Linked DNA regions of Anas platyrhynchos: region 2 is linked to region 1. The links are chromatin contacts, called in public Hi-C maps. All regions are on one chromosome and are shown on one strand. The core of a region is the stretch at or near the end of the contact, and the rest is flanking DNA. Distances in the headings are between cores, read along the strand shown. Region 1 holds the start of LOC101793542 (P2R1A-PPP2R2A-interacting phosphatase regulator 1). Region 2 overlaps MAP7D3 (MAP7 domain containing 3).

What was found. Hi-C and Micro-C count contacts between places; a contact is called where the count stands out from the background.
Region 2: a Hi-C map of skeletal muscle shows a contact between it and region 1, with 2.4 times the contacts expected there. The contact joins the enhancer-like site here to the promoter of LOC101793542 in region 1. A contact is called at or near these places in 3 of 8 Hi-C or Micro-C datasets (liver, skeletal muscle and small yellow follicle).

What each region holds. Positions count from the first base shown.
Region 1 is chr10:16,891,921-16,898,528 of IASCAAS_PekinDuck_T2T, forward strand. LOC101793542 (P2R1A-PPP2R2A-interacting phosphatase regulator 1) reads right to left here and starts at 2,647. Exons shown (of 10, transcript XM_013103583.5): 1 at 2,046-2,647; 2 at 1,750-1,828; 3 at 376-432; 4 at 1-2. The coding sequence starts at 2,161. LOC101795408 (P2R1A-PPP2R2A-interacting phosphatase regulator 1) reads left to right here and starts at 4,838. Exons shown (of 10, transcript XM_027464906.3): 1 at 4,838-5,380. The coding sequence starts at 5,265.
Region 2 is chr10:17,092,131-17,098,738 of IASCAAS_PekinDuck_T2T, forward strand. It overlaps MAP7D3 (MAP7 domain containing 3), which reads right to left. Exons shown (of 21, transcript XM_038184002.2): 3 at 6,151-6,231; 4 at 4,578-4,741; 5 at 1,625-1,739; 6 at 1,097-1,129. Among named protein-coding and RNA genes, the nearest start is that of MAP7D3, 17 kb to the right of the region's middle. Within about 2 kb of position 2,546, at least 1 of the 8 cell types and tissues checked has an H3K27ac peak or open chromatin away from gene starts, as enhancers often do.

The sequences.
Region 1 (6,608 bases), core at 1,397-3,896:
TCCTGCAGGAGATAAACATTTTAAGTTTTTATGTAACATCTGTTCATCACAGGTACTTATAATACTACTCCTGATTCAGTAATTTGCTTTTAGAATTGAAATATGGACAATAGAAGCTCTCCAGAAAGAAAAACTGCTATAAGCCTACCTCAGCATTTCTCTTAAGGAAACAGCACTCCAAAAATGCAAGGTAGTTGAAACATGACAACAATAAGCCTTGCAATCACACTTCCGTGTTGAAATTAAATCTTTTTTAGCTCTGTTTCCTCTAATACTTGAAAAATTCAATAGGAAAGAAACTCACATTATGTATTTCAGTATTATATAAATGCTTTTCATTCTGTTACTAAATATATAGTTAAAAACCTCACTTACCCTTCTGATCTGATGAAGTCGACTACTAGGAATACGAATGGGAGATGATGACAGCAACTGAAAAAAAGTGACAGCCACCATGATTAAATCGCAAACCAACAGCCTGCATCCACCCATACACCTACATTTTTGTTGAATTAAAAATGAGCTGTACAACTTCATGTGGATGACTCAAATAATGTTGCAAAATGAAAACACTGACCTTCAAAAGACTAGTTTTACTACTTACAAATTCATTCTGTCACTCTGCAAGCAGTGCTGATCTCAGAGTTGCATGCTCTTAGTATCTCAAGTGCACAAACAGCTGTATGTGCCATTTAAGCAAGAGAGGGATTATAAATGAAACTGAGAGTATTATCTAATTCCCTACTGTCTAGAATAAGACGACAGACCCCTGTACTAACTTACTCAACCAGCTTACTTTTATAGAGCATTTCAGCTCCATCTTGAAGAGCATTCTGTAAACCTTTACTTTTGCAATTGCGAAGTACCTTATACATCTAATCCCTTTGAACCTTTGGCTAGTGCCACATACAGCCAACAGTTCTCACTCAGGATGCCCACGTGTCTGTCTACATGACACCTACTATTTGAGTTCCAAAGATTTGCAGTCTGTCTTTAAACATACCTCATAACAAAAGACTTTGAACTAGAACTCCACTGCATTTTTTCTGAACAAGATAAAAAACATAGAAGTAACACATATTTTAGGACTTCACGTTCCACAGGTTTTGAGAAAAACAATTTAATCTTCACTACCCTTGGATGAGAGAGAAAAAATAGCAGAAAAGAGCACATAGCTCAGCATAAGCTGACAATAAAGAAAGAGAGAAAAATGAAACATAACATCTTTGAAAAATCACGTAAGTGCACTACTGTATGCTAACAGATTTATACAACAAGAGGCAGAATATCAACCAGGATATAAAACTCTTCTCCATATGATTCTCTGATGTCTAGTGTTCAGCCTTTGCAAAAAAAAAAAAAAAAAAGGCCCCGTGAAAAAAAAAGGTCAATGGAGCATTGCAAATCCCTCTCTTCCGTTTTTACAACAAATTAAAAGAACCATTCAAGACTTTCAATTGTGATAGCAGTTTTTTCTTCCCATCTGTGTTCAGGTCCAAATTAATATTAAGATAGTACTTAATACCAGAAATCAATCATGGTTCTTGATACTGTTCCGTTCTTGGGGATATGCAACTAATGCACAAGCATTGTTTTATTGTAGGCAGCAGCTGCAGGTGAAAAATGCATATTCTGCAGTCTGGAATCTCGCTCTGACGCTTAGTGCAAGCACAAATCAAGTTTAACTTCATTTCTCCAGCCCAATTACTTCTTGTTAGGTGTAAACAAAACATGCTTGAGATTCCTTACCATACTGTGACGGCTCATAACTGTTGTACTGTTCCTGCGAGTTCGCAACACGTAAGGCTGAAAAACCTGCGAGTTGTCACTGCAGGGAGAAAAAACAAACAGGCTTTGTGAGCAGCCTTCTGAGGGATGCTTAGAACCACACTTTCCTTAGAACCACACGGTGCTACTGGACGTACATCCATCTCCAGCGCATGGCAAGCACCCATTTGACTTCCACAGCTTTACCGCAGGCCCCCGGCCGAGGGCTCCGGGCCCGGCCCTGCCGAGGGCTCCGGGCCGGGCCGGGCCGCGCTCACCTGAGCCCGTGGATGAGGGGGGCGCTGTTGGATCTCCTCAGGCCGCCCCCGTCGCTCGGGGCCGCGGCGCTCCCCGGCGGCAGCTCCAGGTCCAGCTCCATTTTCTCCTGAGCCATCGCGGCCCCGGCCCCGCCTGCGCCTGCGGCTCGGCCCGCTCCGCCGCGACGCCCATTCACTGCCGCCGGCCGCCGCGGCTCCTCCTCATCCCGCGCCGCCGCCGCCGCCGCTCCCCAGGGCGCGGGGCGCTGCGGCCGCCCCTACAGGCCCCGCGGGCGGCGCCGCGGGCAGGGGCCGGGGGCGCGCCGGGCCCGCCGAGGGGGGCGGCCCCAGCAGCGCCCCATGCCCCTACAGCAGCCCCTACAGGCCCCTGCCCGGCCCCGCGCCTCCCGGGGCCGCCGCCTGCGCGCGGGGCGGGGCGGGGCGGGACGGGACGGGACGGGACGGGACGGGCGCGGAGGCCGCGGGACGGGACGGGACGGGACGGGAGCGGAGCGAGCGCCTCAGGCCCGACGCCCCCCGCCGCCGCCGCCAGCCCCGGCGCCGCCACCCAGCGCGCATGCGCGGGAGGCAAGGCGGAGGCGCGGCCCGCAGCTTACCGCCCGCCGCGGCGCACGCGCCCTGCCGCCGCCCGGCCGCTACCGCGCATGCCCGCGGGAGCCGCGTCGGGCCCGAGAGCCGGCTTCGGCTCCGCTCGGGCTCCCGAGAGCCTCCGAGGCGGGGGCGAGCGCCGATTGGGCGCCGCGGCGGGGCGTGTGTTTGAAATGGGCCAATGGGAGGCGGGGGGGCGGCTGCGGCACGCGGGAACGCGGCGTGTGGGGGGCCGCGGGTTCGAGTCCGGCACTGCCATTGGGTTCGGTCCGCTCAGTGCCGAGCGATTAAAATATTGCAGTTTGTGTCTTCTCATTGTTTTTTTATTTTTTACATATCCATCTATAGTAACAGCTGCAATATACACGCTTGTCTCTTACATTCAGGGGTTCTTCAGGGTCCTTAGCAGCATCACATTTCAAAAAGTTTTTATTTTCCTCTGGGCAATGGCTGTTGTTTTCTCAAGAGCGTTAAGCGCAGAAAAAGTTGGCGTGGAAAACTTTAACTTCTTGCTATTTCAACTTTTTTTTTAAGTGGAAATATAGCTGCATGAACTATTCCACTACTTGAAAAAGACTGAATGTAGATGACCTTAGATAACGGAGTAGAACTGCCCATAGCGTTGCCTTTTTTGTTAATCAAGACTGAATCAAATGTTTTCCGCTGTTCTATGCTCAATGTAGGACTCTAATCAACTCTTTTGTTGAAGTTCAGTATTTCTTGCATTATACTGACACTTTGTGCCTACTGTGTCTCTACGATGACTTAACAGGGCCCATGCATAGTACATTTAAAGTATTTTCAAGCTTTATCAGTATGTGTTTATGTTGAAAAACCTGGAGACAAACTTCCCTGCTTTGTATTATTGCAGAAGGAAAACCTTTTACAACCTTATGCCATTGCTTACACCATGATATATTGTAGCCAGTAATGATGCCTTTCTTTGAGATGATACAGAATCCCTATCTATTCTGGGAAAAACAAAACAAAACAAAAACACTAAAGCCTTATTGTGCTTGATTTCTGGTAATTATGGTCAGTCTGTTTAACTGGAAAAATAGGATCTAGTACTTCAAGAGGAAAAAAACAAAAAAGCTATTAATCACGTCTTACTGCCACCATTCACTAAAAGCAACACCATATTTTTAAGCTTTAATAAAAGATCTTGCCCCATTCTCCTTGTCTGGTGCTTCAGCACAAGCACTTTGTCAGCTGAAGAGTGCCAAAAAGCCAATTTGAGTGAAAACATCTAGCCTGGAATGGAAATATATTCACACATAGGTTGGCTCTGTTAATATAAAAAACACCTGCAAAATGTGACTGCATCACGCAACTATGTGGATTTTACTAGACAAAAAGCTTCAAATGCTACGTACCTGGAAAAAGTCAACAGCATCCAAAATGTGGCTGAGAGCTCAAAAACACCTGCTTCACGGACTCAGATTTTGTTGGTGCCTGGCACTTACACAACAACCTGCTATCTGACCGGGGCTTTACTATAACCCAGAGAACCACAATGGGAACATACATGAAAGAAAGTGGTGACTGTCCAGGAGGCCAGCTGAGGCCTGGGAAGAGGAGGGTAACGAGGTAGAGGAAAGGGGATGTGGCTGTGGAGGAGCTGTGCTATGGAACAGAATGAGATCAAAGACTGAAATGAGGAAATCGCAAAGATCTGAGTAAGAGAAACAGGGCAAATTACCATGGGAACAGGGATTAAGAAGGGAAAGGGTATGTTAAACAGAGCCTGGGGAGGATGCAGGTGAATGACGGAAGCAGAGACTGGGGGAAAGTGCAATGATGCAGAGGGACGAGCGGGCACGAAGAGTTATGGCATGGGTGATAAAATGGGAATACTTTAAAATACCAGGGAAATATCCCAGTGGGTGGAATTCACCCAGCCGGCTGATGTTACAAAATGCTATCTTAGGCATGGGATTTATGGAAAAAATATTACTTATGTATAATCTGCCTTTCTTCTCTGGTTATTTTCGTTGGGAAAGGCTGCCTGAGAACCCCACCTGCAATACAAACCGCTGCAGAGACAGCTGAGCTTGCAAAGACCAGCAAAAAGTCAAAACCACGACCCCAAATCCCAAACCCTAACCCCTAAACCCCCGATCCCAAACCCAGCCCCGCTCCCCGCGGCCCCCCGGGGGCTCGGCGCAGGCGCGGGCCCCGGGCTCGGGGCTCCGTGCGGGGCTCCCGGCGGCGCATGCGCGGGGCTGGCGGCGGCGGCGGGGGGCGTCGGGCCTGAGGCGCTCGCTCCGCTCCCGTCCCGTCCCGCGGCCTCCGCGCCCGTCCCGTCCCGTCCCGTCCCGTCCCGCCCCGCCCCGCCCCGCGCGCAGGCGGCGGCCCCGGGAGGCGCGGGGCCGGGCAGGGGCCTGTAGGGGCTGCTGTAGGGGCATGGGGCGCTGCTGGGGCCGCCCCCCTCGGCGGGCCCGGCGCGCCCCCGGCCCCTGCCCGCGGCGCCGCCCGCGGGGCCTGTAGGGGCGGCCGCAGCGCCCCGCGCCCTGGGGAGCGGCGGCGGCGGCGGCGCGGGATGAGGAGGAGCCGCGGCGGCCGGCGGCAGTGAATGGGCGTCGCGGCGGAGCGGGCCGAGCCGCAGGCGCAGGCGGGGCCGGGGCCGCGATGGCTCAGGAGAAAATGGAGCTGGACCTGGAGCTGCCGCCGGGGAGCGCCGCGGCCCCGAGCGACGGGGGCGGCCTGAGGAGATCCAACAGCGCCCCCCTCATCCACGGGCTCAGGTGAGCGCGGCCCGGCCCGGCCCGGAGCCCTCGGCCGGGGCCTGAGGGGGACCCTGAGCGTTACACGAGGTGCTCTGCTAGTGTTAAGCAGTGTCGGTTGTCCTGTGGCTGCTCCTGGTTTTGTTATTGTGTAATGCTGGGAGAAGCACACGGAGCTGGGTGGGTGGTTTTGTCTGGGCATTGCCATTAGCCTAACAGCAGCTGGCATTTGCAGGGGGGGTGAGTTTTTGCAGGGTGTTCTCTGCCAAGCTCTCCTCGGCTGATACACAGGCAAGGGTTAAGAGCAAAGCTCTCAGGTGTGCAGGTCTGTGGGGTGCTTTTTTTGACCCTGGACCGGGTTGCCTTAGAGAAGCTGTGGATGCCCCATCCCTGGAAGCGTTCAAGGCCAGGTTGGATAGGGCTTTGAGCAACCTGGCCTGGTGGAACTGGGTGATCTCTGGTCTCTTCCAACCTGACCCAGTCTACGATCATATAATTTTGTGTTTGGGTAACTTTATAACTCAAAGTACCGTTTCCTGCCTCTCTGGGGCAGTTTGTGAAGTTGGGGGATGCCCCAATGTCTCTTAGATGATGTCAGTAACATCTAACTTCAGGGTGGGCTATGTGCATCTACTAGCAGTATGTCCGCAGATGGGAGAGCATACTGACACTAAACTTTTGTAAAAGATAGCATAATATATAAGTACTTTGTTTTTTCTCCCTCCCCTTAAACTTCATGTTTCTGTAAAGAAATAAATATCAATTGATGAATACATCTCTCATAAATGTTGTACCAAAACAGCTGAATCTGCACTACAGTTCAGAGAAAATATTAGTGTTTTTATCACTCAGTCGTGATTTAATTTTAAGTAAACACTGCATTTCTTTTATGTAATTGCAATGAAGCCGCTATCATTTTACAGTTTGATGCGGTACAGAGGTATTGTGAGTGGTAGTTGTTCCTCAGGCAGATTTCTGAGCAGGTAAACTAATTATGTAACCGAGACATAGGTGTTCTTATAAGCTTAGCCTTATAAGTTGTTCCTTATGAACTCTGAGATGCTCTGCTTTTTAAAAATACAAAGCAGCCAAGTGAAAGAAACAGCCCAGCATCTGATAATCATGCTGCAAACAAACTGTTTAGGTCAAGTTCTGGGCATATAGCCTGAGCTTTTGCCTTAAAACGGCGTGTATACTACACTAGGTGTTTATAGAGATTAAATTGAAATCCTGCTGAACTAATTTCAGG
Region 2 (6,608 bases), core at 1,296-3,795, 200 kb after region 1:
GGGATCAAATAAAGATTATTTTACTCGAAAGCTTGCTGGATTTATGCACCCTATGTTTTCTGTAGATCACCCGTTTAACAGGTAAACGAATACAGTGAAAGTGGCTAATTTTGAAGAAAATTAGGGATTCATGCTGTGCAGAGAAAGGGATGAGAGAAGTTTAAATAAAATACATATGCTTCTGCTATGTTGCCAGAATAAGGCACAGTAGTTAAATCATGCTCACTCAGACTTTCATTGCATTTGCAAGTCTCATTGTCAGGATTACAAGACAGCTGTGTTGAATTAGTAATGCTGTGAGCATGCACAGATTTTCAGAATTCAGATTTAGCTGGGTCTCAGCTGAGAGCTGTTGTCTTAAACTACCTACAAGAAATAATTTTACTTATTAAACATACAGACTTCACAAATATATCAGCGATCCAAAATGTTTCTGTGAATGGCTCACTCTGTACACTGGCAAATACCAGAACTACGATTAAAATACGTTAAATATATAGAATTACATTTAGACAATAAGACATCTAGTTTTGCAAAGCCCTACGTGGAAAAAGAATCAAAGTGCACATAGGAGCCATTCCCTTTAAAAAAAAATTACCAAAATCATTTGATTTTACAAGTACTTTCAATTGCTCATTAAAAAAAATAAAAAAAGAAACCACAAAACAAAAAATAAACCAACCCCACACTTTTTGCAAAGTAGGAGACAATGAAAGGGTTCAAAATGTCCATTTTTGAAAAAAAGCTGACTACTGAGTTAATTTATTTCCAAATACAATCCTCTAAGAATTTCTCTTCTCCTCTTCCCATGCTGTATCTAATCATCTTTAAAAACCCAAATGCACATATCCTTTTCCTCAAAATTCCCTCAGGATGCCACAACTAAAGCTATAGTTTAATTAGCTGGGAGGGATAGTTAAAAATGTAGAGGACTGCTTTCCACTTAGGGATCACGTTTGTTGCATAGCTGGCCAAGATCCAGGAGAAGATCTATACGGAGATGTTTTTTCTTAGTTTTAGAGAAACAAGAACTCAAGTTTAAATGATTAGTAGTGAGTGTAAAACAAAAGAAAAAGAAAATTTTAGAAATCAATACCACCAGTTCCAACTTCATCTGTGGTCTGTTGCTCTGTGGAAGAAGAAGGTTTGTAAGTTACAAGGTCAAATAATAAACAATGTTAAGCAAAAAAAAAATGGGGATTATCATGATTATTTCTATCATAAGTACTTTCAAACATGCTTTAAACAAACACTTAAAAATTAACATTCAAGCTGGCAAAAAAAAAAAGACACTACTTAAAACAAAAGTCGAAATACACCCAGTACAATTCCAGCAATTCAGAAGATAAGCTGAATTGAAGAGTTTTTGGCTTTACTTTATTGCTGGACAATAACCAATTTAAAGTTACTTATTGGCAGAGGCCTTCCAGCTGGGCAGTACATGAAAAGATCTCTCCCAGTGCACCATTCCAGGACACGTACAGACAGGAATCTTTCCCCCCAAACCTACCTGTGGATCCTGTTATAAGATCCAACATAGGAAAGGATGCCCAGGTCTCTATGAATAGCACTACACCTGCCAGTGTTCACGCATATTAGCCATGCTAGAAAAGGTGTTACTTACCTGTTTTGCTCTCTGAATCTGGCGTTACAGACCCTCCCCAGGACCATCTCTTTTGTCGTGTTTCCAGTCGCTGACTCCGTTCCAAGGTACGATGCATAGCTGCTTCATATCGCTCCTATTATTAAACAACACCACTATGAAGGTATGTAACTATAAACCACAGCTATGCTAGAAGACAAAATACAGATTTTTTTCCAGCAAGATTTAAAATGTTTTATTTTGTTGCAAAAACTGTCACACAAAAATGTTAATGACAATTAATACTTTTGAAATTGTAAACATGATTAGACTAGTGACAGCACAGGTAATCTATTTTACTCTTTACTTAAAATAGCCATCAGGTTTCCTATTCAGTAAACAGTACTACTTATTTTCTAAATAGGGATGAAGCCCAAACTGAGCAAAAATAATTGCTTATTCTTTACACTATTTATATTCTCCAGTTATTTCTAAGAGGTGCTTGAAATTCTCCATTATAAAATACCAAGTGTAACTATAAGGTTGTTTGTATTGTCAGAGAACTATATGAACACTGATCCAAGTATTAACAGATACTGACATCAATAGATACACAATGAAACCAGACATTGCAAGATATGAAAGCAAAAAATCTGCAAAAAAGATTAATCAGCTCTAGACTAGAGCGATCGCTGCTGACAGGATGAGGAGTACCGAACAAAGCTTTCTTCTGTATCCAGGACTAAGAACTGCTAACGTGGGAACTTCATCTATTGTGCACAAAGACAAAATGTAATCATGCTAGACCATTTCTTCTCCATAATCAGTCAGGTTTCCATCCACGTGTCAACAACACATTTCTTTTCTGGAACAGTCATATCCCAAGCGATCTCTTGATGCAGTATTTACTGCCGACACATTAGAGTAAGATGCCAAGGGGACTTATTATCCAAATGTTCCTCCCTCCTGAGGACGTAAGACTTTCACTTTCTTTCAACACCGTTTCACAATACAAACCGACACAGTCACAGTGTAAAACAGACAAAGTAAACTTGGAAGGAAGGAGGAAAGGAAGGAAGGAAAGCAGCATTCCATATACTGACAAAAGATAAAATGAAAAGTTTTTTTTTGAAATATAAAGCTTAGTTGTTGCCCCTCATCCCTTGTTAAACAAAGCTGAATTAGAGTTTACCTAACATGCCTAAGCATCTAGTCTTTATGTAATCTGTAGATGAGAAGGTATTTGCAGTGTGGTAATTCTTGAAAGTCATAGTTAAAGACTTTGCTTTATAAACAATGGAAAATCAGTTATCAACTCAATACATCAACATAATCAGTTGCACAGCTGTACAGAATAATTGAGTAATTGTTCTAAGACAGGTATCTCAACGGTACCATTGCTAATTGTCTTCAAGACTGGCTTACACAGAGAACCACTTATTTTTCCACATTGCTCGCTATTGTGTTTCTTCCTCTGCATTATCCAAGGAAGGCGATTAACTAAATGAGACTTGGCTAAAGAACCTTACAAGCACGTGGCAGACTATGTATTTTTGATGCACTTCTATCTGCTAAATTACAAGAGAAGATGGTATCTTGCTGGCAAATAATGCCTTAAGATAGCTTCTGTAGAAGCAGTTTTTTTCAGGTGTGGAAGTCCAAAAGTCGAGATCTGTTTTCCTTTTCTGGTTGAAAGCAAGGTTTACAGGTCAAGTGCACACTATTTTCTTACCTCCCTGATTCTTCACAGATCTCTCTCTTTGTCTTCCTCCAGGGACCAATTAAAAGACAAGGTTAACATCAATCAAAAACCCATCGGCTAGTCCCTTCACCACTCACCACAGTGGCTACTGAAAACATACCTATCATCCTCTAAGTTTCATGAATAAACACACTGTAGGCTTAGGGGCAGCACCTCTTGAAGCATAAGGGATGTTTTATGCTTAAAGTAGTTGCCTGAAGAGATAATACCACACTGGACTCCAGTCAAGCCCACCCCAAACATTTCTGCTTGTTCTTCAGCAATGTAAATTATTCCATGAAGTTCAAACGGAATATCCATCTGAACACACCCAGAAGCTGATTATAGATAATAAAACATCAGTGTAGAATACTGCCAGTCAAAAAAAAAAAAAAAAAAAGAGACCTATACCTCGAACAGTATGACAATAGCTGGACTCTTCAAGGGGACATCCAGCCAGGCTTACATCCTCCTCATCAACGACCACAGCAAGTTCTTACAGTTAGCTTATGAAAGCGTGTGTGTGTGTTATGCTTTTACTGCTTACACCGCTTCTGGAAATCAACCCTTTCATAACTTGCAACACATTTAACATGCATCAGCAGATCAACTTGTCAAAGGGGATGGCACATAGTAACGTATTTATTTCTGTTCTCTGCTTCTATGAAGCCAGCAACATGCTCCACAAGTCAAATACTGCTCTGCTACTCTCCATGTGCAATCAAAGCAAAGGCAAAGGGACAGGCAATTAAGAACAGCTGATACAAAGTGCAAAGCAGTAAATAAGTACACAGGTAACATCAATTGCACAACACATGGTAACAAATTATAATTTAGGAGAACTGAAAGAATGTGAGACTCATTGGCCACAGCTGGGCTCCCAGAAAGCAAGACACAGAGCCGAAAAAAGTTTAAAACCTGTCACCCATGGTAATTTACAAATGGGATCTATTAAGTGCACCAAAAAGAAGCAACACATTTAGGAATATAGAGGTTTGTTTGTTTTTGTGAATGTCAAAAATAATCACTGGCCAAGCAGCAAACACAGCTTCCAAAGTCCAGAGTTCCTCAGCTATAGTTAAAACTAGTCCAGGGATGGGGATGGAGGACGTGTCCACTGTACAGATGTGTAAAATGTTTTTACATTCCAACACGCACAGCATTCCCATGACTTTCTATTTTTCATCATTCAGAGCATGGTAAGAACATAATGTAGAAGCTCCTATACAACTACAGAACTTCAAGACACAGTACCTTTTCCTCTTCTATTTTCTGTTTTCTTTTTTCCTCTACTGCTGCCCTCCGTTGTTCCTCTTTCTGCTTTTGTTCTTTTAGCTTTCTCTGCCTTTCTTCTAACTGTTTTTCATACTGAAGTTTTGCTTTTCTCTCCTTTTCAAGGATTTGTGTTTCTTTGGCAGCTGTAAATTTTTAAGAGAAAACTGAAATCAAACTTAACTATTCATTGATATTACAACACACATTACAGGCAAAACTACCAAGCAAAATTATCACCCCTTCAAACTACAACACATAGCAAGATTAGCTAGCAGTGCTGGATGACACTTCACATGATGACTGAGATGTCTAATTCTGTCCCCAGGATGGCAATGAATTCGAACCTTTTCTGCCATTACACTTCACTGTCTAGACAGGAATGCCAGGATATGTATATACACACTTTCCTTGCCATCATAATAGTCTTAATAAGTAAGTAGTAAGTTGAGTATCAAAGGGTGGAATTTTCTATGTTGCAATTCTCAGTTTTTTAGAATTAAACTTATATGGAAAAGATGTAAAGCATTGGGCAACAACACAGGAAAACGCTGTAGATACTGCATCTGAGTTCAAATAGTTATGTCACCGTTCTCCACAGCCTCCACCTAGATACAGCTGTGCAGAGTTTAACAAGCTTCACCTCCTCTGACAAAAATCTAGCGCCTGAATACACAGTAGAGGTAGTTTCTGTGGCTAGACAGATGAAATGATCTTAGAGACCAGATAATTATATTAACAACACATTGGCATTATCTACGTACAAAGCCCCAAAAATACTTCTGAATTTACGTACATCCCAGTCCTGTTCTCTCTTCATGTTAGGAAGAGACGATCATTCCTGTTTTGTGTGTCTTTGATCACACATTAAGCAACACAGACATGCAGGCCAGAGTAAGACGCTGCTCCTCACCAGCTGGGAGACTGAGAACAAGGACTGCAGGGCATACCGTGACCCTTTCATCTCTTGCTTCACATATATAAACTCAGATTCACATCACAAACAGCATAAAGCTGGGCAAGAGTTTTATACTCTTCTCTAAGTCTCAGATTCTTAGCTAAAATAAAGCATATACTGCTGACACTTAAATCCAGGAGCCTTTTCAGCATGCTAGGAAACAAGAGAAGCAGTATTCGAGGCAATCAAGCCATTCAACTAGCTAAGTCCTTTTTGGTTTTCTCTGAATCAGTGTTTCTCAAACCTCAGTCTTCAGGGCTACAGGAAGAAGCTCTAAGATAAAGGTTATCATTTCAGAAATGTTTTTGCTGAGGTTTCCAACAAGAAGTTGAGTCTATTTGCCTGGTGGTCCCTCAGAACTGGAAAGACAGAAGCAATATACAGTTTCAAGAAGCCAAAAATCTCTGTAATATTTTCCTCTCAACTCTAATTTTTCTCCAGGCTCACAGATGGTCACTGAAGCAAGACCAAGGGCAGACCTGGTTGGTGGTCTCCAGCAAGCTGAAAAAAAGTGACTAAACGAGGAGTAAGAGCATAAGTTATTATTTTATCACAAAGATTTTCAGAAATTATATTTCAAATGGAACAAGAAAATACCATGTTGCTTTTCCCGCTCTTCTCTACGCTCCCTGGCTAGTCTTTGCCTTTCTTCTGTTCTTAGAGTAGAACCATCTATCACTGTCAAAAGAAAAATTGAAGACATGTAATTGTCAGTTATTTTGAACATTTAAATCTAAATAAAGTAGTTGTAAAGTCTTTCCTACTGACAGGATTATGGAACATCCTGAGAGATGCATACCACCAAAGCACTGCACATTTTATATAGAGATTAGAGATCTCAACTGGAAAACTAAGAAGAGGCAGAATACCCTCCCCCTTCCCCTTTCCACTCCCTCACTACAACCGATCCTTTTTTAATGGGTGCAGCTGAAAGTATGCACAAGATTAAAAAGCCCACTGTGTGCAGTCAAAAGAAAGCCTGGGAAACATCAGACGTTGTAGAACGTACACTTATTCCAAATTCAACTCTGATCCTTATTCCTGCACATATTAAT